2 separate regions of the Mus musculus genome follow, and region 2 is linked to region 1. The links are chromatin contacts, called in public promoter capture Hi-C maps. All regions are on one chromosome and are shown on one strand. Each heading gives the region's core, a stretch centred on a gene start, on an enhancer-like site or on the middle of the called end of the contact. The rest is flanking DNA. Distances are from core to core; before and after follow the strand shown.

What was found. Promoter capture Hi-C pulls out the DNA fragments that hold promoters and counts their contacts.
Region 2: a contact with region 1 is called in a promoter capture Hi-C map of pre-B cells, with 3 times the contacts expected there. The contact joins the promoter of Stim2 here to the promoter of Ppargc1a in region 1.

The regions. Positions count from the first base shown.
Region 1 is chr5:51,550,336-51,555,217 of GRCm38.p6, reverse strand. It overlaps Ppargc1a (peroxisome proliferative activated receptor, gamma, coactivator 1 alpha), which reads left to right and starts at 1,297. Exons shown (of 13, transcript NM_008904.2): 1 at 1,297-1,483. The coding sequence starts at 1,436.
Region 2 is chr5:53,995,394-53,999,875 of GRCm38.p6, reverse strand. It overlaps Stim2 (stromal interaction molecule 2), which reads right to left and starts at 1,353. Exons shown (of 12, transcript NM_001081103.2): 1 at 842-1,353. The coding sequence starts at 992. Gm30601 (a long non-coding RNA gene) reads right to left here. Exons shown (of 2, transcript XR_376962.2): 1 at 3,759-4,482; 2 at 3,263-3,474.

The DNA.
Region 1 (4,882 bases), core at 48-2,547:
AATATGTTTTCAAAGGTCCCCTGTGCATTTCTCACTGGGCCTGGAAGGGTTAAGTCTGAGCACCCAAGTGTTATGGAAAGTGCTGAGAGTTGGTTATGTCCTCTGTCTGTAATGTCACAGGAAAAACAGTGGCACCTGCATTACCCCTCATTGACTCAGGAACGACAAAAAAGTATTAGTAAGCAAAGCTCAAGAAATGAGTATCTCTGCTGATACCATTTCAGTGTTTTTCCTTCATTCCCTGGACATTCTTGATTTCAAAAACAAACTGTACAGCCCAAGGCACTAGGGTTGGAGTCCAATGTTTATTCAAAAAGGCACCCTGAAGCCATGAGGAAGACTGTGCTACATATGAGAAAAGAAATAAGGGGTGGGGGCAGGTGAGTAGCTAAGCTGTTTCAGGGATGGCAGCAGCAATTGTATTTTCTAGCATTTGTTTTCTGGGAGCCTATGAGATCCACGGAAAGAATCATGAGGGGGAACCCAAGAGTCTAGGGTGTTGTGGCTTGCTTGCTTTACAAGGAGCAAGGCAAACTGCAGTAACAGTTTAGGAGACTGCATTCTCTACTGCCAAGGAGACAGCTGATTTGGGGTAGAGAAATTTGTTTAGACCTAAACAAATGTGGCGGTTTTGTTGACTAAACATGGAAAGAAAGAAAGAAAGAAAGAAAGAAAGAAAGAAAGAAAGAAAGAAAGAAAGAAACAAAGAAAGAAAGAAAGAAAGGAAGGAAGGAAGGAAGAAAGGAAGAAAGGAAGGAAGGAAGGAAGGAAAGAAAGGAGAGAGAGAAAGAAAATCGGGGGTGTTGCCTTCAAACACTCCTCTAATAGGGAGGGAAAAAAAAGAATCTCATGAAAATGTATCACATGAGGAGCGCTTGCTTCAGTTCCAAGCTGAGTCTGGGGCTACTTGGAAACCATTTCTTAAAGCACACACATTTTAGGCAAGGGTGTAGTTACTGTGTCAGTAACAGGGGATCTTTGCTATTTGCCTGTTTTGGATGGAAAATAAATTTAAAAAAAAAAGATTGCAGGAGATTTGAGTTATTATGTGAGCAGGGCTCCGGTTTAGAGTTGGTGGCATTCAAAGCTGGCTTCAGTCACAGTGTGATGCTTGAAGCCTCCCAAAGGCCAAGTGTTTCCTTTTCTTTCTTCTATTTTTTTTTTCCTCTCTCTCTAAGCGTTACTTCACTGAGGCAGAGGGCTGCCTTGGAGTGACGTCAGGAGTTTGTGCAGCAAGCTTGCACAGGAGAAGGGAGGCTGGGTGAGTGACAGCCCAGCCTACTTTTTAATAGCTTTGTCATGTGACTGGGGACTGTAGTAAGACAGGTGCCTTCAGTTCACTCTCAGTAAGGGGCTGGTTGCCTGCATGAGTGTGTGCTGTGTGTCAGAGTGGATTGGAGTTGAAAAAGCTTGACTGGCGTCATTCGGGAGCTGGATGGCTTGGGACATGTGCAGCCAAGACTCTGTATGGAGTGACATAGAGGTGAGCTGGGGCTGAGTATTGCAGGACCGGAGCTTCTCTCAGATGCAATGATTCCTGGAGGGGGGGGGGGATGGGCTAGGGGAGAGGAGGGGACATAGAAAGTGGCTCAGCGGGAGCTTTTGGAGGGGGAAATCTCCATCTTATCTTAACTCCAATAAGTTTGCTATTTTAAGGTGGCTCGGAGATGCCTTGAGCAAATCAAAGCTTAGCTGCTGTCATCAGTATCTGTAGCAGTTAGAAACTCTTTCCATGTGCCTTTGGCTCTGTTTCTACTCATATGCAATATTTATGCTCTAAGATATTGATATGAATCAGGAGCTGAAGTCTTTCCAGTGTTCAGTGGCCTGCTTGGAAAAATGCCATTTCTATTTATAAGAAAATGAAGATAAACATTAAAATGAATTGTGTTAAAAAGAGAGTCCGTTTTGACTCTCGTCAGGATTTATCTTTTCCGCCCTCCTCTCTCTGTTCATTAAACAGAGAATTTACAAGACCCTAAATATTCCTGCTGGGTCTGAGTTAGGTTGCTTTTCCCACAGAACACAAAACGACAGTGCTGTTTCCTTTAAAACACTTGTGTGCGGCTGAAAGGGTTGGCTAGCGAGTTAAAAAAAAAAAAAAAAATCCCAGCCTTAAGAGACCAAAGCTTTCTGTTTGCTTCTGTGGCGAGAAACCGAACGGTTAAATCTCTCTACCACGGAGAGCTGCCTGAAGCCGGGAGAGAATGGAGTTTATGCAGACCGTGTGTGGAGCAGCTCACTGCTTGTGTAAAAATAGACCGCAATACATCAATTCCACAGTCTCTGCTGGCTACAATTCATACAGGGGAGGAAAAAACACAAGCAGTTTCCCCGTAATCTCTGGAGTCTAGCTGGGGCCAGAGGACTTCAGCGTGTTTGCATTCAGTACAATGGAATGTTCTCGGGGAAAGTTTGAGCAAGTTGGAAAACAAGTGAAACTTTTGTGGACTCTGGTGAGATGGACCCGAATTGAATTGCGCGGAGGATCGGAGCTGCTAACTAACAATGGTGCTTCCTCCCGGTAGCGGGGGCACGTAGGGTAAGGGGGAGGGTCAAGTGCCACACGTGATTTGATTAAATAAGATGTCCGTGTGGTGCAGTGATACACATCTAAAGTGAAAATGATTTGGCGAGGCCGCCTGCGAATGCATTTTTCCTATCTAGCCAGGCGTGCCCTGGGTCCTTAACTCTTTGCTGGGTCTGCAGATGTTGGCTCCGTTTGCTTTCCCTAGGCTTTGGCAGATCGGATTTGCAGGTTATAATTATTGTTATCTTGTGATTTCTTGGCAAGGCAGAATAGATATAGATAATTCATGTGTCCCTTGGCTATTGAAGTCAGAGTTCTAAGTGGATTCAAAGTCCTAATTGTTGGAGTAGCCAGCGTAACCCGTGGGTGGTTGTCTGGCTGGCACCATAGCTCTCTTCGAATCACTTTCATTTTTACCTCTTGGATCGTTCCGAAACTGCTCAGAGACTGAAGAGCTGTGATCTAAAGGAGATGAGGAAGATTTGCCTTAGTCAGAATTCCTGTGATTGTTTGCAAATAAACGCCATAGCCATTTATAACCATGGCTTTAAGTTTGTTCTTTCTTTGTTTTTCTTAAGGAGTTGGGGATAGGGGCTCAGCGTCCAGCCTTAGATTGAGTCTCAGTTAGTGCGGCATAGTAGACAGCCAGCTGCTAGAAACCCGTGCCTTCGAGCCTGTGGCTCTGGGAATCATTCCTGCCTGTCGAAATATTACAAGCAGCAGGTAGTGTGGGCAGCTTCCATTTTTTTGAATCATTAATGCTTGCTGTCATCTTCAAACCTATTATGTCCTTTCACACATAATGACAGGACAGTGTATTGGTTAATAAAAACCCAAACCACCAGAGCTACTCAGAGTCTCCTGGTATTTCACAGCTTAATGGAGGGGATGTACAATAAGGTTACTAAGATTGATAGAGACAGATCACCTGACACTCTTCACGAAGACTGTCATTCTTACCTGCCTCCATACCTCCCAGTTCAACTACTGTTTTTATCACAAGTTAAGTTTCTGTTTTTTATTAATTTAATTAAGGCTGCCAAGTCCACTGACTCTCTCTTCTCTCTCTCTTTAAAATTTACCATCAATGGCACCAAAATCTCTGAAAGGTTAATGGAGAATTATACTTAATTATAATGAATCATTATCATCCATGCAGTTAAGCTAATTTATTGTCTGCTTCTTAACTAAGGGAAAAGACTGTCTGTTGGGGTGAAATAACATACAATAATTAGCCTTTTGTGTTTAGAGATTGTGTTGGCCTCTTAAACCTTATTGTAAAAAACGAAGGCTACAGTTGTGAAATTGCTTTCAGAGTTGCAAAGTGGCTGTAGGGTATCTGTGTAATTGAGGCAGGACACACCTGTTACAGATGCACAGGGCAGCCATCAATATCAGCATGTCAGACAAGGACAGGTACTCGGCTCAGTCTGATAGGTCTGGCGTTGTCCAAGTCCAAATATGAATTAATCACAGAAGAAATTGCTTCTACGAATGTGTTTTTGATAAGTAGGATCATGCCACAGTCAGAAGCACTGATTTGATCAGAATGTCAACACTGGCAAGCATAAACACTATTTTGAGCATAGTGCAAGAGTAAGCATGAATACACACACATACACACACACACACACACGATTGGGAGAGGGTGGGTGAGGGAGGGAAAGCAAAATAGAGAATGCTAAAACAAATTAACTTTATGTGTTCAGTGGTTGTCAGAAGTTATACTCAAATACATATTTTTTTTTCCTTGAAGGTTAAAGGTTCTTTAAACTAGTCTCCCTTAGAGAGAGTGGTTAAAGAAAAATGGCAGAAAACTATCACCCAGAAAGCCATGCCTTCCGAGCTCTAGAAGTACCAGAGGCACACTGGGCTGGCTTCTGCTTTAGCTTTCCTTTGGATGCTCATTTTGGTTGTGGTTCTTCACTTTGTTTTTAAAGGAATCCTCCACCCATGACATCCTGTGTGTTGTTTGTTGACAAAGTTCTCCCCTCATCTCTGTGCTGACAGTTGAGGAAGAGTTAATAAAAAGGGGTTGTGCTCTGGGGATGTGTAGTGTGGATAAAAATGGAGCCTTGGGATTGTTACACCCATAACAAAACACTAACTCTATCTGGACAAGATCTACTCTTTATAGTCAGACTTCCACTTACAAACCTAGCTAGGTTTTCTGATCTCTAATTTTGGGCTCACTCAGATGTTACAAAGAAAATCCCAACGGGAAGAGAATGAATGCAGCTCTCTCTTGGTGTGGTTATGTGCCTGCCTTTGGGGATCCTCTGGGGCCTGGTGGTCTAGTGGGCAAAGCGCCATGATATGCAGACTCTCTTCCCTGTCTCCTTTCCCTGTGCC
Region 2 (4,482 bases), core at 104-2,603, 2.4 Mb before region 1:
CAGCACTGTGCCCCAGGAAATCATTTCAGGACCTTTACATCACTGCTTAAACCACACCAGATCAGTTATATAAGACAACGAAGGCTGTAAAAGCATACAATTTTCTACTTAACCTTACCAAACATATTTGCAAGTTTTCAGTAAGTGCTAGAACGTTCTGTGTTTAAAAAAGGTACTGGTGCACTCCATCAGAACTATGCTGCCCAAATCCACGTCACAAATATCCTGCACTTGGTAAATTGTAGGTGTGTTTCTGGTTACCTGCTGCGCTTTCTGCACCCTTTGTCACCCAGTGATGCTCTCAAACAGCATATACTTTCCATCCCTTAAAGCGTCCTCGTACCCCCACAAAAACACACCAGACTTTGACGTTTCTTCATACTAACACAGAACCACTAGTGCCACTAGGTGCTGTGGCTCTCAAAGAATCTCTTCAGCAGCTTCCCCTGGGACAGGGCGCTCAGCCCGGCTCTCGATCGGTAAGAAGCTGCCAGCCGCCTTTGCAAAGGCAACAGGGGCCAACTCCATACCGCATTGCTGCTGCTGCTGCCGCCGCCTACTTTCTTTGGCGGCTTTGGGAAGAGGGGAAATGAGCCCAGTCCCCTACAGACCCCACTGGTCCCTTCGGCAGCACGAAAGAGAAACCACTGCATTGCTCAGCTGGGAAGCTCGCAGGAGCCCACTAAGGGCGAAGAAAGCACAGTAGAGGCGCCAGTCGGTGGACTAGGAAGGCGTCCGAAGTGCGACGACCGGCGCCAAGGCAACCGCTAGGCGCCCTCTCGGGGGATGGGGTCCTGCCGGGAGTCCCGCCAAGCCTGCCCGTCGCCCGCACGGGCCTCACCTGTCAGCAGCGCCTGGCGCTCGCCCGCAGCCGCAGCCGAAGGAGACGCCGCCGCTCCGGCCGATCCCGACGCGCGCCGCCCGCGGAGGTGCCGGGGCACCAGATCGCATCCGTCCGCCACGCCGGCCACCAACAACCCGAAGAGCAGCATTGCTGCCCAGCGCCGCCGGAGAGGGCGGCCCGAGGCCCGGCCCGGTGCCACGGCGGGAGGAGCGCTCACAGGAGCCGCCGGCCACTCGCTCACCGCCAGCTGCCCGGGGCCCGGCCGCCTCGGAAGCGGACTCCCGCCGGGTGCTGACCCGCTCCCTTCACCGGCGGCCCGCGAAGCTCGGCTCGCCGCCGCGTTCATTGGTTCCGGTTATTTAAAAAAAAAAAAAAAAAAAAAAGTGGGGGAGCGCAGTGGTACGGCGTCTTCCGACCCAGCGCGACACCCGCGCAGCTGCCGCGGCGACACCGGGATCCGCTGCTCTGGCGCGGCCAAGCCCCAGCCCAGCGCCCGCGCCGCCGCCGCGGCGCATCCCCCCGCCCCCTCCGGCCCGCGCCCGCCGTAGTACCACGCTCGGCCGGGCCACCTCCCTCCCCTCACACACTCGCTCTCATACCAATCCCCCGCCTCCCTCAGCCCCGCCACGGCGCAGGCGCAACGCCGCGGCACTGCGCGTGCGTGGTCGTGGGCCCCGCCCCTAGGGGCGTTCCCAGACCGATAGGCGGGGCGTGGGACAGCCGCCCAGGCTGTGCTTCAGGAGCCAGAGAAGCTGAGCGGGAGGAAGGAGTGAGTCTCGCCCACGCCGTGATCTGATGATGGGCAGCCTGGAGACCTGGATAAAGCGTATCGACGTCGCAGATCCTCTGAGTGCTTTAACCCCGTGGGTCAAAAAAAACCTTGCAGTGGGAAACAGCGGCCTCCCCTAACTTGGATGTTGGTGGGGGTTACCGGTTGCCAGCTTTGTAGAAGCGGAGGGAAACCCAGCCTAGCTTTGTATTTACTTGACAAACATTTGGCAAAGCGCATACCTTGTGCCAGAGTGCTAGGAATTTCTCTAAGCAATTTACAGTGGCATAGTGTAACTCAATCTCATCGCCATTTTACATGTGACGAAACCCAAGCGCTGAAATGTTAAAATAGCTTAACCAACCCACCGGCCCATAGCTAATAAATGGACATGGCCCGATTTATCAACTACTGAATGGAAATGTTCGAATAATGTGCTCTAGCTTCTTACTATTTTCCATGCTGACACTGAAGGCAGTCACTGCCACTCATCTGCCAAACCACCACTTCTATAGACTGCCAGCTGAACAGGTTGCCCCAACTACAACATAGACTTGACCATTTTGCTTATCTGCAATGAAGCAGTTTTGTGGATGCTCTTGCAATTCTGCTCCAGATCCAATTGATCTAAAAGGGGAAAAGAACCGGAATCTATTTCTTCAAGTAGATGCTACCATTGCAATGGGACTATGTTGTTGTTATTGTTGTTGGCTGTTTTTTTATTTTGTTTCAATTGTGGTAGGAGTCCTCAGGATGTGACCCAGGTAAATGGCACTCAGAGGCAAGCTACATACCTCAGAGACCCATATCAAAGCATTTCTTCAGAAAACCTTTGAAATGTAAAAGGAGGTGTTGAACACACACACATATTTAAGAACTCGAAGCTAGGATTGTTAAGAACATAGGTCTGACTACTGTTGGATTTTGTTGTTGGCTTGCAGTTTAGATCAGTTTGTTCCAGAAGTCAAGAAGTCAAATACATAACAATTCCTTAGGAAGCTTGACCAAAAGAATGTCGGGTAGTGGAAGAGGAAGATGCACACTGCAGAAAAGAATCAGGAATAATAACAAGGCTAATCAACCACAATTATTTCTTGACATACTTCTTAGGGGCATTATGTTGGAGGGTGGGGCCGTTCCTTACCGGGCAACAGTAAGTTTCTATTTTGCTTGCTGAAAGGCAGTGAAGCCTTGTGTTTGCTGAGTAGACAGAACTGCTAGGCACCGGATAACCAGGAAGTAAATAAGTTCCTTTCCTACTCTACAGGAGGCATCATTTAATTCATCAGTATTTACTGAACATCTCATATACGCCGAGCAAAGTATTATACGGTGGGGTATTATATTCAGCAGACTAAGAAACACTTGGAAATGTCAAATAAGTCAGAACTTGAAGCTCTAAAATTGCTAACAGTCCTTTCCTAGGGAACTTTACCATCTTGGACAGGAGATACAATTTTTGTCTATTACCTTATAGATTCTTACACGGTTCTGACTCGGAATTAGTTCCTAACGTGGGTAGTACAAACTATGTTACAGCAATAACAATATAAAACCAGGAAAAACTAGCAATCCACTGGGCCCGAGCTTCTTTAAACAAAGATGGCATACGATTTCTTTCAAACACAGGGCACACTGAGACCCGATAATGGATTTGGAATCATAAATGTTTATTTCTCTCTAGTGGGACCACAGGTAAGGAACCAGCATTCACCATAGCGGCCTCTCTCAGATAGACACGGGCTAGAATAAACCCTCTATTTTATAGATCTGTTTTATGGGTACCGATGTTTCTGGCTGCGCAGCCGTGGTGCACACTGTTACTCAGGGGCACATTGTTCCGGTGCATCATAGCATAGGCCTAGGGAACAGGCAAGAGCAAGTCCATTACTTTGAAAAAAAAAAAAAAAAAACCCATCCGTAGAATTAGATCGAGAATTACACTTGCAAAGTGTACACATAAACACAAGACTTGAGGCGGTGATAATCACGTCCTCTGCCCAGGTTCCCTTTCCTTTCCCTGGTAACCTAGAGCTTCCTGCCTGGTGCTTCTCTTGCCAAATTCCATCAAAATCTTCCTGGAACCCCTTTCCCTTGTTGGCCACCCTACTCCTACAGCCCAGCCCCCTCCTTTAAAGTCCAAACCTCACAACTTGCCGTGTATCTTCAGAATGTGTTCTCGGTCTTATTTTAACACAGTCTTGACTTCGTGTCTGATGGGCAGCTTTGAACTTTGTTATCAGACCAACCTCGTAGAAACCTCAACTCCGGCTCTTCTGTGTGACGCGTAGGCAAGTTAATTAGGAACCCAATTATACCTGCACCACAGAATTATTGGTGGAGTGGAAAAAATAGTAACAAAGAAAGCCTTCCCTGGGTCCCTGGCACCCAGGTGCTTTGTACTTAGTGACTCTGGCCTCAGGCTCTGGGCGTGTATGCTAAAGGTGCTCCTAGGTTAGGATTAAACGCATCTCACTTTGCCTAGGCTTTTCGATTCTGCAGATGAACCCAACTCTCAGTGCACACCCAAAGCAAAAGAACTGCACTGGCTCCTCCCCATCTCTGGAGCAAACCCTCACCATCCTCTATCCTTGCTCCCCCACGGCCCACACAGCCTGCCTCAGGTTCCAACTAGGAGAACCGGATCTCCGCTTGCGAGCTCAGGAGCCTCCCCGTAGCAGCGCGCATGCCCACGGACTCTGGCGGCCGCCACAGGTGCGCGACTCTGGCACAGAGCGCGCCCGGGTTCCGTGGGCGGACCGTCCGCGCGCGCCCGACACCCGGGTGATGACATCACCGCGTGGGCGGGCGCAGTAGCTCTAGGAGGGAGCGCTGTGGGCGTGAGGCGGGATGAAAGTATCACCCAGGG